Regions from separate parts of the Sus scrofa genome. Here all the other regions are linked to region 2. Evidence: chromatin contacts called from public Hi-C and HiChIP or PLAC-seq data. All regions are on one chromosome and are shown on one strand. Each heading gives the region's core, a stretch centred on a gene start, on an enhancer-like site or on the middle of the called end of the contact. The rest is flanking DNA. Distances are from core to core; before and after follow the strand shown.

Evidence for each region. A called contact is a pair of places that touch in the nucleus more often than the background predicts. HiChIP or PLAC-seq counts read pairs in DNA pulled down with a chosen protein or histone mark.
Region 1: a contact with region 2 is called in a Hi-C map of alveolar macrophages, with 2.4 times the contacts expected there. The contact joins the promoter of HSF2 here to the promoter of SERINC1 in region 2. A contact is called at or near these places in 2 of 5 promoter capture datasets (fetal liver and liver), 11 of 47 Hi-C or Micro-C datasets (alveolar macrophages, blood, embryonic fibroblasts and 6 more) and 2 of 2 datasets of contacts at active chromatin or transcription factors (alveolar macrophages and skeletal muscle).
Region 3: an H3K27ac HiChIP or PLAC-seq map of skeletal muscle shows a contact between it and region 2. The contact joins the enhancer-like site here to the promoter of SERINC1 in region 2. A contact is called at or near these places in 1 of 5 promoter capture datasets (liver), 4 of 47 Hi-C or Micro-C datasets (heart right ventricle, psoas muscle, skeletal muscle and 1 more) and 2 of 2 datasets of contacts at active chromatin or transcription factors (alveolar macrophages and skeletal muscle).

What each region holds. Positions count from the first base shown.
Region 1 is chr1:40,177,644-40,182,109 of Sscrofa11.1, forward strand. It overlaps HSF2 (heat shock factor protein 2), which reads right to left and starts at 2,665. Exons shown (of 13, transcript XM_005659227.3): 1 at 2,441-2,665. The coding sequence starts at 2,533.
Region 2 is chr1:40,097,556-40,101,756 of Sscrofa11.1, forward strand. SERINC1 (serine incorporator 1) reads left to right here and starts at 1,768. Exons shown (of 10, transcript XM_013992615.2): 1 at 1,768-1,932. The coding sequence starts at 1,894.
Region 3 is chr1:40,161,484-40,166,048 of Sscrofa11.1, forward strand. HSF2 (heat shock factor protein 2) reads right to left here. Exons shown (of 13, transcript XM_005659227.3): 5 at 2,666-2,741; 6 at 834-895. Among named protein-coding and RNA genes, the nearest start is that of HSF2, 17 kb to the right of the region's middle. Within about 2 kb of position 2,043, at least 2 of the 83 cell types and tissues checked have an H3K27ac peak or open chromatin away from gene starts, as enhancers often do. A contact at or near this core is called in skeletal muscle, where this site is marked.

The sequences.
Region 1 (4,466 bases), core at 1,415-3,914, 81 kb after region 2:
GCTAAATTACCTCAACAGAAGTCCAGCAAAACAAGTATGAAAGAAACCAGAAACAACCGTAAGTAGCATCTTAAAAGAGATGAGAGTAAATTATTTTGGTTTTTCCATCTAACATCATTGTTCAACTAAAGTTTTACCTTTCATTGTTAACCCTGTTTTTGGAAAAATCTGTGGGAGAGTAAAACAGTTTCCCTACACAACTAAGCTTAGCCCTAGACAAAATTAATCCAGAATTGTCCACTGACTTGTGGAGGGGAAACATTTTGGTATAAAACTAAATACTGTGATAACCTGTATTAAGTGTACTGCTATTGGTGGAAAAATAATTTGAGAGGTCAGAAATCTATGTTAGAGTCCCATCTCCAATAATGGACAGCTTTGTAATTATAGATAAATAATCTAACCTGTCTAAGCCTCAAATCCTCATCCACATAAGGCTAAGACCAAACCAGATGATCTTGGAGATTTTCAAGCCTAATTCTAACTTTATCATTCCTCATTTCCATTACTTATTCCAAGAATTTCACTGCTTCATCAAACATTTATTAAGTACCTACTGGGTCCCTTGGCACAAATACATTCCCTGCCTTCATTGAATTTATACTTTAATTGTCCTATTATGTTTTACAAAATAAATAGCTAAAACATAAGTTTAGACTTAAAAAATGGGAAAAGTAAGAGTGATTTTAAGTGGCTTATTTCAGTTAGAATTCATAAAGTGATGCACTTATGGATTAGTATGAAACTCTCCACATTTGATATTGCCCATTAAAGAAGAATATTTTAAAATATTTTGGCTATCAGATCTTATTAGACCTGCCACTGACAAAATATCCCTTAATTAAAACCAATTACAAATATATTTAGGGACCATTCCTAGGCAATAAAAACAAGATAGGTATGATAAAAGTCAGCTTGGGAGTGGGGAGACTCTTAGTCCAAACCCTAACTCTGCTGAGTAATAGCAATCTGTGCTGATCCATTCTTGTCAACTTTTAATCCTTATGACTGATGAAGAGCATGAGACATTTTTTATTTTTAAGTGTATACTGGTGACTGGATTCCTTATTTTCACCATTCTTAGTACAACTTTACAGAACTCATCGAATGTTTAACAAACAACATTCAATCGATGATACTGACCTTCAAGAAAACTGAGTCCTAGAGGGAGATAAAGAAAATTAAAAACTGACAGCAATATAAGGCAGAATATGCTGTTATAGTAGTCAAAACTTCACATACTCAATATAGTGCTCCCTATTACCATAAAAGTTAAGTAATAAAACTTAAGGTTCCTATAATAGGAAAGGAACCGAAAAGAAAGGGAGAAGAAAAGGAAACATTTACTCAGCACTTAACAGGTGCTAGGCATTGTGCAGGTAGTTTTCACTTTTTTCCAGACCTCTAAACAAGATAACATCCCAAACAGATGATCTACAGTAAGAAAACTCCGCTCCCCTTCACAAAATGATTCCAAGAGCTTAAGAGTGTATTCTAACGTAAGCGCAGTTTATGTAATAATCACTCTAATTAGAATCTTAGCATTTGGAACTAAAGGGGGTCTTGGATCACCTAAGCAACCCGTTCATCTTACGGAGGATGACACTTGGGCCAGACAAGACAGGGATCTTGATTAAGGTCATCCTTGTTTTGTGGCACAATTAGGATCTAACCAATGATCACGGCATCTATACACCACACTGCTGGCAACCGTCCGGTGAAATTTAGCTCTTCACTCTGTTACTGAACACCTGTCTGTGGACACTTTTATTAAAATAATCCTAAAAATGCGCTTATATCAATGGCTCGGGATCTCCCGTGAATAATGTACCATTTTCTATATAATATTTTTAAACCTCCTGATAAGCAGGAACCTGCGTTTACACAATTGCCTCCTTCTCTGACTGCTGTCCTAAAGAGCCGATGCGCGAGGCGCGCTGAGTGTCTGTTTTGGGGGCAAGAATCAGGTCGCGGTGGTAACGACCGCCTCAGAAAAACCCCGCGGTGAAGATCTCGGGCAGAGCTGCCGGTGCCCTCATTGAGCTACAGCCCGCGAGCCGGGCGGGAGGACGGAGGATGAGTGTGCAGTAACGTGGCCCCCGCGTCTCATCGGCCGCCCGCGTTCAGCAGGCCGGGTTCCGAACGCCGCCTGGCCGGACCGTTACGGGGTCTCCCGGGCAGCGGCGCCCCGCGCGGGCCGCCCCTCCCCCACCGCGGCCTGAGCCAGCGGCGCCGGTCCGGACCCCGGCGGCTACCCGAGCGAACAATACCGGGGTCCCCCGCGAGGCCGCACGCCGAGGCCCGCGCCACCCCGCCATCCCCCGCGCCGCGGGCCTCGCAGAGGGAGTCGAGCCGCAGGCCGCGAGAGACAACCCCGCTGGAGCGAGCGAGAGAGGAGGTTAGTCAGGGGGTTCGGAGGCCGCCGTGCCCTCACCCTTACCTGACTCCAGGTGATGAACTCGTTGGTGTGGGTTTCCTCCACAAGCGTCCACAGCTTGCTGAGGAAAGCTGGCACGTTCGAACTCTGCTTCATTGTTAACGAGGAGCAGGGATTCCAAATTCTACACCCGAACGCGGCGGTAGCGACGGCGTCGGCGGCGGCGGCGGTGGCGGCGGCGGCAGCTGCTCCCCGAGAACGCCCACAACGCAGGCGCAGCAGCTCCCGGGCCCCGCCCCCCCGGCCCCGCCAGGCGTGCAGTGAGGCGGGGTGGCCGGGCGGCCGCACGTGATGGACAAGTCTCCCCGCTCGGCCTGTGCGCACTGGTCCCGCGCCGGTTCCGTTCGCAGCCAATCCCAGGCGCTGAACTCACGACAAAGAAAAGTGATTGGATACTGCAGACGTGGAGGGGTGGGATTAAAAGGGGGGCGCTGCCTTTTCATTCGCCTTTTATACAGAAGCTCTCGCTGTAGCTGACCTTAGGGGCAGGGGAGTGTGTTTGGTTGTTTCACGTGGAAGCGGCTTTGGGTGCTTGGGTTTTGGCTGGAAGGCTACAAAAAGTCCTCAGGGGCCTTTGAGTCATAAGTTTGGTAGGCAAAGTGTGGTTGCCTCGGTCAGGCAGGGGGAAGGAGAGTAATAATTCACATGCGGGAAAAACAGCTTTTAAGCGTGATTTGCTAGGCCCGAAGTTGAAACGGTCTTGAAAATAATGAACCTTGTCTTTTAATTTTCATTGGGAAAAAATTGTTCCTTTAGAATGCGTTTATCAAAAAGAGGAATTTAATAACTCACTCTTTACTGAACACATACTACAGTGAATCAAGAATTGTAATAGGCACCTTGCATGCTGTTTAATTTGACAGACACAGAATGCTCACTATGTGGTCAGCATAAAAAGAAAGCGTCTCAATCAAAATAACTGTTCCGTTAGATAATTTACAGGTATATTCTTAAAATAATTGTCCTTTTTGTGTTATGTCCTTTACAGATTTGGTATAGTGGAGAAAATATTACAGAAGGAGTCAGCATATCTGATTTAGGAAACATTAATGGATATTAGATTTTACTGGTAGTATGTAATTTAGAGAAATCCCTTAATCTGTCTGTGCCAATATTTACCATCTCTTTATTAGGAGTAAAACTCTTTCACCCCTGTGAGATAACATTAATAATATAGTAGGTGTGAAAATACTTTGAATATATAAAGAATTGTACAAAAAAATTGTACAAAATAAATGTACAGAAATTTTTTTTTTGCAAAAGTCAGAATGTAAGTATAAGAGTTTACAAACTGAGTTTCCATCGCAGGGCAGTGGGCAAAGAGTATGACTGCTTCTGCTCCGGTCACTGCCAGCTTGGATTCAATTCCTGGCCTGGGAATTTCCATATACCATGGGTGTGGCCTTAAAAAAAAGAATTTACTAACAAGTTAGAGGTAACAATTACAGTTTATATGAAATTCAACATAGAATAGATTTATTTCCTAGGTACGTCTAATACAATAAAAAATAAAATACACACGATTTCCAAAGAGCTAATATTGAATACTAACTTTGTGTTCATCAATGATATGTTTGCTGAAATAAAATCAAATGTATGGAGGGAGACATTCCACAAATCAATTAATATTTGTTGAGCATTTATATATGCCCAGGGATTTACATATATAATTTAATCCTCCTAACAACCCAGTGCAGTAGGTCTTACTTCATTTTCCCAATGAAAATTCTGAGACTCAAAGTGAATTTACCTATATTATAGGTAGTAAACAAGAGGGAGTGTTTACAGCCAGGCTTTATTGAGTTCAAAAGCCCATCCTCTTTTCATTGTATGATGATGACACTGCATCGTCAAAAGCCCATCTCTACTTCAGATGTTCATACTCTGACTTAAGAAACAAGAGGAACACAATGACCAGCAGTTACTAATATTTTTAAAAAGATCTAAATTTATATCATAAAACAAGTACTGAAAAGTTTAGAAAGACAAGAGTTAAATGAGTTAAGGTAGTAAGGCAAGACTTAGAAGA
Region 2 (4,201 bases), core at 518-3,017:
TATGTATAGTCTAGGTTGACAAGCCACAAAAGATAATTAGTCGTGGTAGGAACAAAATTAGCTTGTGTTGATAATCTACAATCTGCCACACCTGGTGCTATCACTTATAAGACTATGTGATGTTATTTAACCCTCACAACTATTTAGGATTGCTGCACTATTAACAAGGACACTGACATTCTGAGGAGTCAAGGGTCTTACTAAAGATATTTTCACAACTTATACTGAAAACAGAATTCAAAATGCAAAATTTGGAAGGACAGGAGTTCCCGTCATGGCCCAGTGGTTAACGAATCCGACTAGGAACCATGAGGTTGAGGGTTTGATCCCTGGCCTTGTTCAGTGGGATAAGGACCTAGCAGTGCCATGAGCTGTGGTGTAGGTCGCAGACACAGCTTGGATCCCGTGTTGCTGCGGCTCTGGCTAGGCTGGCAGCTACAGCTCTGATTAGATCCCTAGCCTGGGAATCTCCATATGCCGAGGGTGTGGCCCTGAAAAGACAAAAAAAAAAAAATTTGGAAGGACAAGTGTGCAGATACAACCTCAATAACCAAAGTGAGAAGGCAAAAACTAAGTCAATAGCTTCTCCGCACTTGATGATTCTTCCAGAGTTAATTGTTTTGGTTCCACATTAAGGCCTCGTAACTCCACAACATTTCTCTTTGGTTATCTTTCTCAATCCTATATCTTTAAGTATAACTGCAGTATGAATTACTTTAAATTTTGTATCTCATTAACTCTTGGTTTTTTAAGCTTGCTTTTTCTTTTTCTTTTCTTTTTTTTTTTAAGGGCTGCACCTGTGGCATGGCATAGAGAATTTCCAAGCTAGGGGTTGAATCAGAGCTGCAGCTGAAGCCTATGCCACAGCCACAACAGATCTGAGCTGCATTTTGTGGCAACACTGGATCCTTAACCGACTGAGGCCAGGGATCAAATCCACATCCTCATGAATACTAGTCAGGTTCCTAACCCACCGAGCCACAGCAGAAACTCCTAAACTTAGATTTTCAAGTGCTGAGTGATAGCATCTCAGAGACTTCAAGTCCAACAAGTCCAAGCTAAACCCATTATTTTTTATCCAGTCCCATTCCTTCCTTTTTACTGTCACTTGATGGTTACAGTTCTCTCAGATTCTTAGGTGTTACATAAGCTTCCCCCACCCAAGTTTGGTAATTTTATAAGACACTATCTTATTAGTTATGACACTGACTACTTCAAATTTATTTCTGTGTGCCAAACTCTTTTCTCAGAATATCTTCAGGGACTAATGACTATAAACATAACTAGACTTTTAATGACTACATTCCCTGGAGATGTCCATTATCATCTAAGGACAAGGGTTCCAAATGTCTCCTCAAACGCTGGGACAGTCAATAGTATCTGTACTATGTTTGAGACTTATTAGCACGTCTTATCTAAGTACTTAAAACATTTTGAACTTACAAACTTCTTATAACACATTAATTGGACAAGAATTTAAAAATGCGTTGTCAACTGAAACAGCAATACAAAAAAATTGGAAACACGCCAAAAAAATGAGTAGAACTAGCCCAATAAAATTTGTCCTAGGCAGTGGGCTTCAGGAATAATTTAAGAATGTAAGGGCGGGGGGGGGGGGGCGCGGCGTAATGCAAAAGTGAAAAAAAGTGCCGCTTTTGGCCTGCTGAATTAGAAAAGCACAAATGCAGAAAGCCTCGGGTTCAGGCCCGCGCATGCGCAACTTTCAGCACGCCTCCTCCCACTCCACTGAGGCCTTGAAGGAAGTGACGTATAGCCGAGGGGCGGGGTGAGCTTTGCGCCGGAAGTCGCTTGTAGTTAGTAAATAAGCACAGACAGACACAGAGGCTCTGTCTCCATCTTGTTGGCATCTGCTGCTCCTGCGACGTTGTGGAGATGGGGAGCGTCTTGGGGCTCTGCTCCATGGCGAGCTGGGTAAGGTGATTTTTAGGGGACTTCGGGGTGCTGCCGTGAGGGACAAAAGAGAAAGGCACCCGAGCCGGGGTGGGTGAGGCCCGGCGCCACCGTTTTACTCCACCCAACAGGGAGTGCCTTCCTTCCCCATTTTCATCGTTTCTCTTGGTCACTCCAACTCAGCTTCTGGGCCCTGAGTCTTTTGAAGAGCTGACCCGGGTGGCCGTGAGGAGCAGTGGAAATGGGAAGATGACCCTGATAGGAGAAGTGAAGTGGAGAGCTAATGGTCTCCCTTCCCCAACCAGTCTTTGGTGAAAGTAGCTCCCTATTCTTCCGGGCCCCCTTTGTCGTTTTGTCTTATATTTGCCTAGGCCATTGCTAAAAGGTCTTAGGCCGCTTGTTTCTGTGGAGTACCTCATCACTTCTCTTCATCCCTTCTCAGCGACCTTAGACTGCAGCATTGTCATCCCTGGAGACATGTCGGCCTCTTTGTTCTGTCTCGCGGATTGCAATTAAGTTACACATATGTGGGACAGCTTAACAGTAATATTGATGTCATTGTGTCCTTTCTAAATAGTCCTAGCTCTACGACTGGGTCATAGAAAATTACTATACGTACTTCTCATGTAATTTATGTATCTGAAAAAACCTACTCAGTTCTGTGGTATTAAATACCTAATTTTTGACATTAAAGGTGCTTCGGTAATTTGACATCTGAAGTTTAATTAGATGTAGGTTTCATTTTGCTTAGTTAACGTTAGAGTGAAACCATTCTTCATCATTGTGGCAAGATTTGATTCAGGTGGTACAAATAAACTTGAGTTTGATATAACCACTCCCCTGCCTCCCAGTAGACAAAAATTGACGTTACAGTTAATAAAGATATTTGTAATTTCTAGCGAGATATTTAGGTTTAAATTGTATTTCTTTAATCTATGGTTTGATGAATTCCACTTCTTACAATTGCTGGTCTGACTTCCCAAATGACTCCCCTATATAAATTAGACAGCATTTTTGTTTTACATACCTTTCCTCTTTTCCTTAAGTTCTTGATATAGCTTGAACTCTAAATGTTAATTTTTAGTAGAATAATGCATAGAGGTTGTTAGTCAAACCTAGGTCATTGTCTTGATTCTATGGTATTTTTTTCTTATAGTTGGGTGTGGATAGCTGTTATATTTTTTTTTCTTTGAAAACTGGTTTATTTTTATCTCAGGAAGTAGAGAATTTACTTGAATCCTTTGACTATTATATATATAGGCATATTTAGTGTAATACATTGAATTACAAAATATAAATGATGATTATAAAATTGTTTTAATGGGGGGAGAAGGGAGATGTGTAATTTGATTTGTAAAGTCAGGTTCTGTCCACTTATCAAGTAGGCATGTTCTTTGTATAAGTAAAAATTTAAAAGGAGAGATACGTGTTTTCCATTTTGTTCTCAATTTCTAGGTCAGTGATGATCAATCTTTTTGACCTCAAGGACAATTACGGTTAAAAACAAGATTCTAGGGGGTTTTAAAAATATGTATATGTTTTAAATTGAAACGAAAATAGTTTTAGTATACAATATGGGAAAAAATTGTATTCCTATTAACATTTTTACAACTTAGTTCTCCACTTCTACTAAAAAAAAGTGATAAAATTGACACTATCTTTTAATATCAAAGTATATTGGAAGATAGTAACAAGGAGGTAGTTTTCATTATTTTCAAGTAATTAGATCTCTGGTAGTTAGCCTAGATGGCTAAGGCTGCTCATCCTTGTTCTAGATTATTATGGCCAATCTAGAAATTGATTCTGTAGTATGCATTTCTAGTAATTTTTTCTCCTTTCTTTCCTGGTGCCTCTGTCTCTTTATTGCTGAATTGTTTGATTTTAGTGTAGTCTGATAGCAATTGAAAGGAAATATGCCTTTTATTTTACAAATCCATTTCTCCCAGTCTTAACAGCCAATATACTCATTTACTTAGAAGTTTTGACAAATTTAAAATTTTGTTAAATATTCAAAGTATTCAAGTCATTAAATTAGATCAGTTAAGCCAGAATTAAAAGAAATTAACTTCCTTTACTCAAGTTTCTTTAATCAATTTTTGTAAATTTTTTTGTTTTGTAGAATGTCTGCACTTTGAAAAAAGTATAAAAAAGAAATTACATGTAATACTTTTGTGCAGAGATTGGAGTATTAAATTTTTTATTTTGTGTGTGTTTTTCCTGTTAGGTGACCTAGAGTTAGATTGATCATAATCCTTGGTTTATGCATGGATATGTATTTGATTAGTGGTTA
Region 3 (4,565 bases), core at 793-3,292, 64 kb after region 2:
CTAGTAAGAAATAGGTAATATAAAGAATATACTATAACATAAGCTGTGAATATAACCAAGTTTTGCTAAAATCCTTAGCATTATAAGACAATACTTTTCTCCTTCTACCTACTCCTTCGTCCACTAGTCTTACGATTTAGTTGTGACAAAGATAGTTACTGACATTTATGGGCATCACAACCCATGGTCGATACACAGGTTTTTAAATACACTTGTGAGTAGACTAAACACAAGAGATATCAAGTAAAAATTCTGATGTTTTTCTCAGCATGCATCCTCTTTTTAAGAATTTCTCCCACTGGGGCCTTCTAATGCTGCAATAATTTGATACTGTGAATGAAAAGTTGATTCTTTATTAACTGTACGTGTATATATATGTAAAGTTACCATTTAGGATATCCTTAGCTCTCAAAAACAGCAAGATGACATAGTAGGAAACATCACTCTTTTTGTTTGTTTGTTATAGAGATTCCCAGGCTAGGGGTCTTATCAGAGCTACAGCTGCTGGCCTATGCTACAGCCACAGCAACGCCAGATCCAAGCCACATCTTCGACCTACATCACAGCTCACAGCAACGCCAGATCCTTAACCCACTGAGCAAGGCCGGGGATCGAACCCGCAACCTCATCGTTCCCAGACAGATTCGTTTCCGCTGCGCCATGATGGGAACTCCACAACATCACTCTTAAAATGTTGAAAGTATAATTTAACAAGGGAGGACTGTTCATCTTGGACAAGAGGCATACACTGAACAAATGTAGGCAATTCATGGTTAAACTCTTAACATGTCTGGTTGTCTATGACTAGGTCAAGATGTAGTATAAAAGCTTACCTTTTACGTTTTAAACTCACAAGTTGGTTATTCTGAACCAATGTAACAATAAACTGGACAATCTAAAAGGAAAATTTAAAGATGTTCCATTACCGATTCCTAATTCTTTAGTCCATATTACAAGTCTTATAAAATTAACTCACATAGTATATGTCCTCTAAGTCACATACTTTCTTGAAAATTAACATATTATAAATGTGGGTGCATCTTACAGTATCTAAAGAAACATACCAGCTTCCAGGCAGAAGAAAAATCTGTGATAAAGCTGCTGCCTAAAATATAGAGAAGCCTAGGACATCCATCTACCCATATATCTATCTATCTTATCAGCTCTGTACCTAACAAATCCTATAAAGATACCTCCCATATATTATTATTCCAAGGCCAAAAAGTGGAAGAGTTAGAAACAAATTCCAGGAATAGAGAAAAAATTTATCAGCTGTCATCATGCATTATGTAAACACCCTAACCTCACTAAAATATAGATGCAAACTCAAATTTGAGCAGAAAGAATGTTAGCTTTCATGTAAAACTGAAATGTTAAATAAATATTTTACTAACTACTACTGCTTTCAGGAAAAAAAAAAAAAAAAAAACCACTTCAAATTATGGAGTACTGTGAGTTAATATTTAACCCGAACACTGTTTTCCAGGGCAGGGGGAAGCAAATTTTTAAAATAAAATACAGGTTAAGGTACACTTATCATTTTAAATCAGGTATACTTTTTTGGGGGGGCTGTGCTCATGGCAGCCAGGGATTGAACCCGCACCAAAGCAGCAATCTGAGCCACTGCAGTGATAATGCCAGATGATTAACCCACTGAGTCACATGGGAACTCCTAAGTCGGGTATTCTTAAACATAGCTTCAAGTTGGAATCAACTATGGAAGTTCTGAAAATACATAAAACTTGGACTAAACACCTAGAACTGAATGCTACCTACATTCAACCTCCATTTTCATAGTGATTTTTAAAAATCAGTATACCTATATTAATTATAGGGGAAAGGCTGCAACTACCATTCATCTCTGTATTCTAAGCCTGCTCCATCAGACCCACATCTTTTCAGTCATAACCCTATTTTTAGCTAAAGGCCTCTGGGTTAGGAACAAACTGAAGCTCGCCCACCCTCCCTCCCCCAAAAAAAACCTGTTGCTTAAACTTAAGAGTCCAGTTTACTCATGAGCAAAAAATAGCTGCCTTAATTACTTTTATGTTTCACCTCTTATTAACATATGAAAGCTGATATGAGAAGATTAAAGTACAAGGACACTATGTGGCCGAGAGTTTTTTTTGGTTCCCCTAGTAATTTTCAGCTCAGATACATTTTATAACACTGCATTCACTGCTTTTCTGCACAGACTAATGACAGCACACACTAGTAACTCTTCTGAGCATATAATTTGATCAGTTAACTTGAAAATATTAGTCATTTATCTGAGACTGAATCTATACCTTTTAAAGTAAAACAAAAAACAAAAACATCCTACATAGTAAGGCTATGTCTTTTATATAAAATGTGTTAAGAAATTGGTAGTATATTAATTATGCTCCTAAGAATGAAGTATACTAAAGTTGTTATATCAGGAAAAAGATTTTACTAAAAGCTAATGAAACATTAGTTGCAAGTATGCAATGACTGTATTTAGCTAATGAGAAATTTTTTAATTAAAAAATATATAACATTGGCTTGTTTGATTTCATAGGTTTACTTCTGTGTACCCAATATATTAAAAAAACTAAGATCAATCACTATTTAATAGAGGTTTCTCGAAGGTCACAAATAGTACTCAAATAAACGCAGATTATGGTCACAGGAAAAAAAAGCTTACCTTTCGAATAACTTGCTGTTGTTGTGCATGTTTTGCTCTTAATTCTGACACCTCCTTCCAAAGGGACTCATTCTCACTATGTTATCATTTATTAAAAATAAAAATTAATAAATTTAGTCAGAAAAACCAGGCCTCAACATTTTTAAGAATACCATAAAACAGAACTAGTTTTTACTACCTATCTTCATGAGACTAGGAAAACTGTGGTTCAATTACACAGAATGACACCTATTTTGACACAACTCCAGAATCTTTCCTTTATAACTATAGTATCTTCTACTCATGGCAGTATATATACAAACACTTAATAGGCCATATACTCCTCTGACAATGTGGTTAATCACTTCTTGTTTAAGAAACAAGCTAACTTTTTGGAGATCCCGCTGTAGCGTAATGGAATTGGCGGCATCTCTGACGGGCCAGGATGCAGGTTTGAACCCTGGCCTGGTACAGTGGGCTAAAGGATCCAGCATTGCCACACCTGGGGCAGAGGTCCCAAATGTGGCTCGGACCAGGAACTCCATATGCTGTAGAAAGGCAAAAAATAAATATAAAAATAAGCTAACTTTCAATCATGTGAATTCAGAACTTGTGCTTAGGAAACAATTCTTAAAGGGAAGTAACATTTAACCAACACTTGCCATGCCAGACACTATTTATATAAGCATTTTATGCATATTACTCATTTAAATGTTTCTTAAATCTGTCCAGAAAGGAATTATATAACTATTTTATAGCTGAGGAGACTGAGACTCAGGGAACTGAAAAGACTTACCCAAGATCACACAATGTGGTAAGTGTTGATGTTGAACTAAAGTCTATCAGACTCTAAAACTGTCTGTCTCAAACATAAGCATATAAATTTTTTAAAGCATATTAAAAGCGTGCTTTTTAAGCATATCCAAATACATAACAAACTATGTGCCTAGTAGTAAGTTTTCTCCTTTCATTCACCATTTTTATTGAAATTGCGGTTACTAAATGTCAGCAATGATAAAGCTGAGAAGGCATGAAAGATAATTTATCTATTAAATGATTTTATTTTTGTTCTTTTATTAATTTCCACAAAAGCCAACCTTCTCAGTCCAGACCATTACAAAAGGGACTGGATTTAGGTATAGAGGGCACAGAAAATAAGACTTTAATACTTACTGAATAACTACTGTACTTTTTTCTGATTCAGAAATGTAAAGATACTGTCACCTGCCTACTACAGATAAGTAAGAGAATGGTTACCACTGAGACTTAGAATGAATTTTGGATCCCATTCCTTAAGGGCTAAACCTGAAATTCAAGGAATTGGGTCAAAAGGCACTTCAGAAAACACAAGATACATACAGTAAACCAATACAAGTGCTTAAATAAAACATGCAAAAGGGGCAAGCTTAAAATTAAGGCTTATTCAAAAAGAGAATCAAAGCCCAAGGTTATTCTCTTAATGAAAATACTTAAGAATAGCTAAACTGGAGTTCCCGTCGTGGCGCAGTGGTTAACGAATCCGACTAGGAACCATGAGGTTGCGGGTTCGACCCCTGGCCTTGCTCAGTGGGTTAAAGGATCCGGCGTTGCCGTGAGCTGTGGTGTAGGTTGCAGACACGGCTCGGATCCCCCGTTGCTGTGGCTCTGGCATAGGCTGGTGGCTACAGCTCCGATTGGACCCCTAGCCTGGGAACCTCCATATGCCGCAGGAGCAGCCCAAGAAATGGCAAAAAGACAAAAAAAAAAAAAAAAAAAAAAAAAAATAGCTAAACTAATGCCCCATATTTGACATGAAAGGGACAATACATAAAAGAACTACTCTCAAGACCTTGGCACCTACTACGCTAAAAGAAAATTTCTAGCTACTTACTAAGAATAAAAATACACATCTACTCTATATATGAATTGTTACTGTGGCATT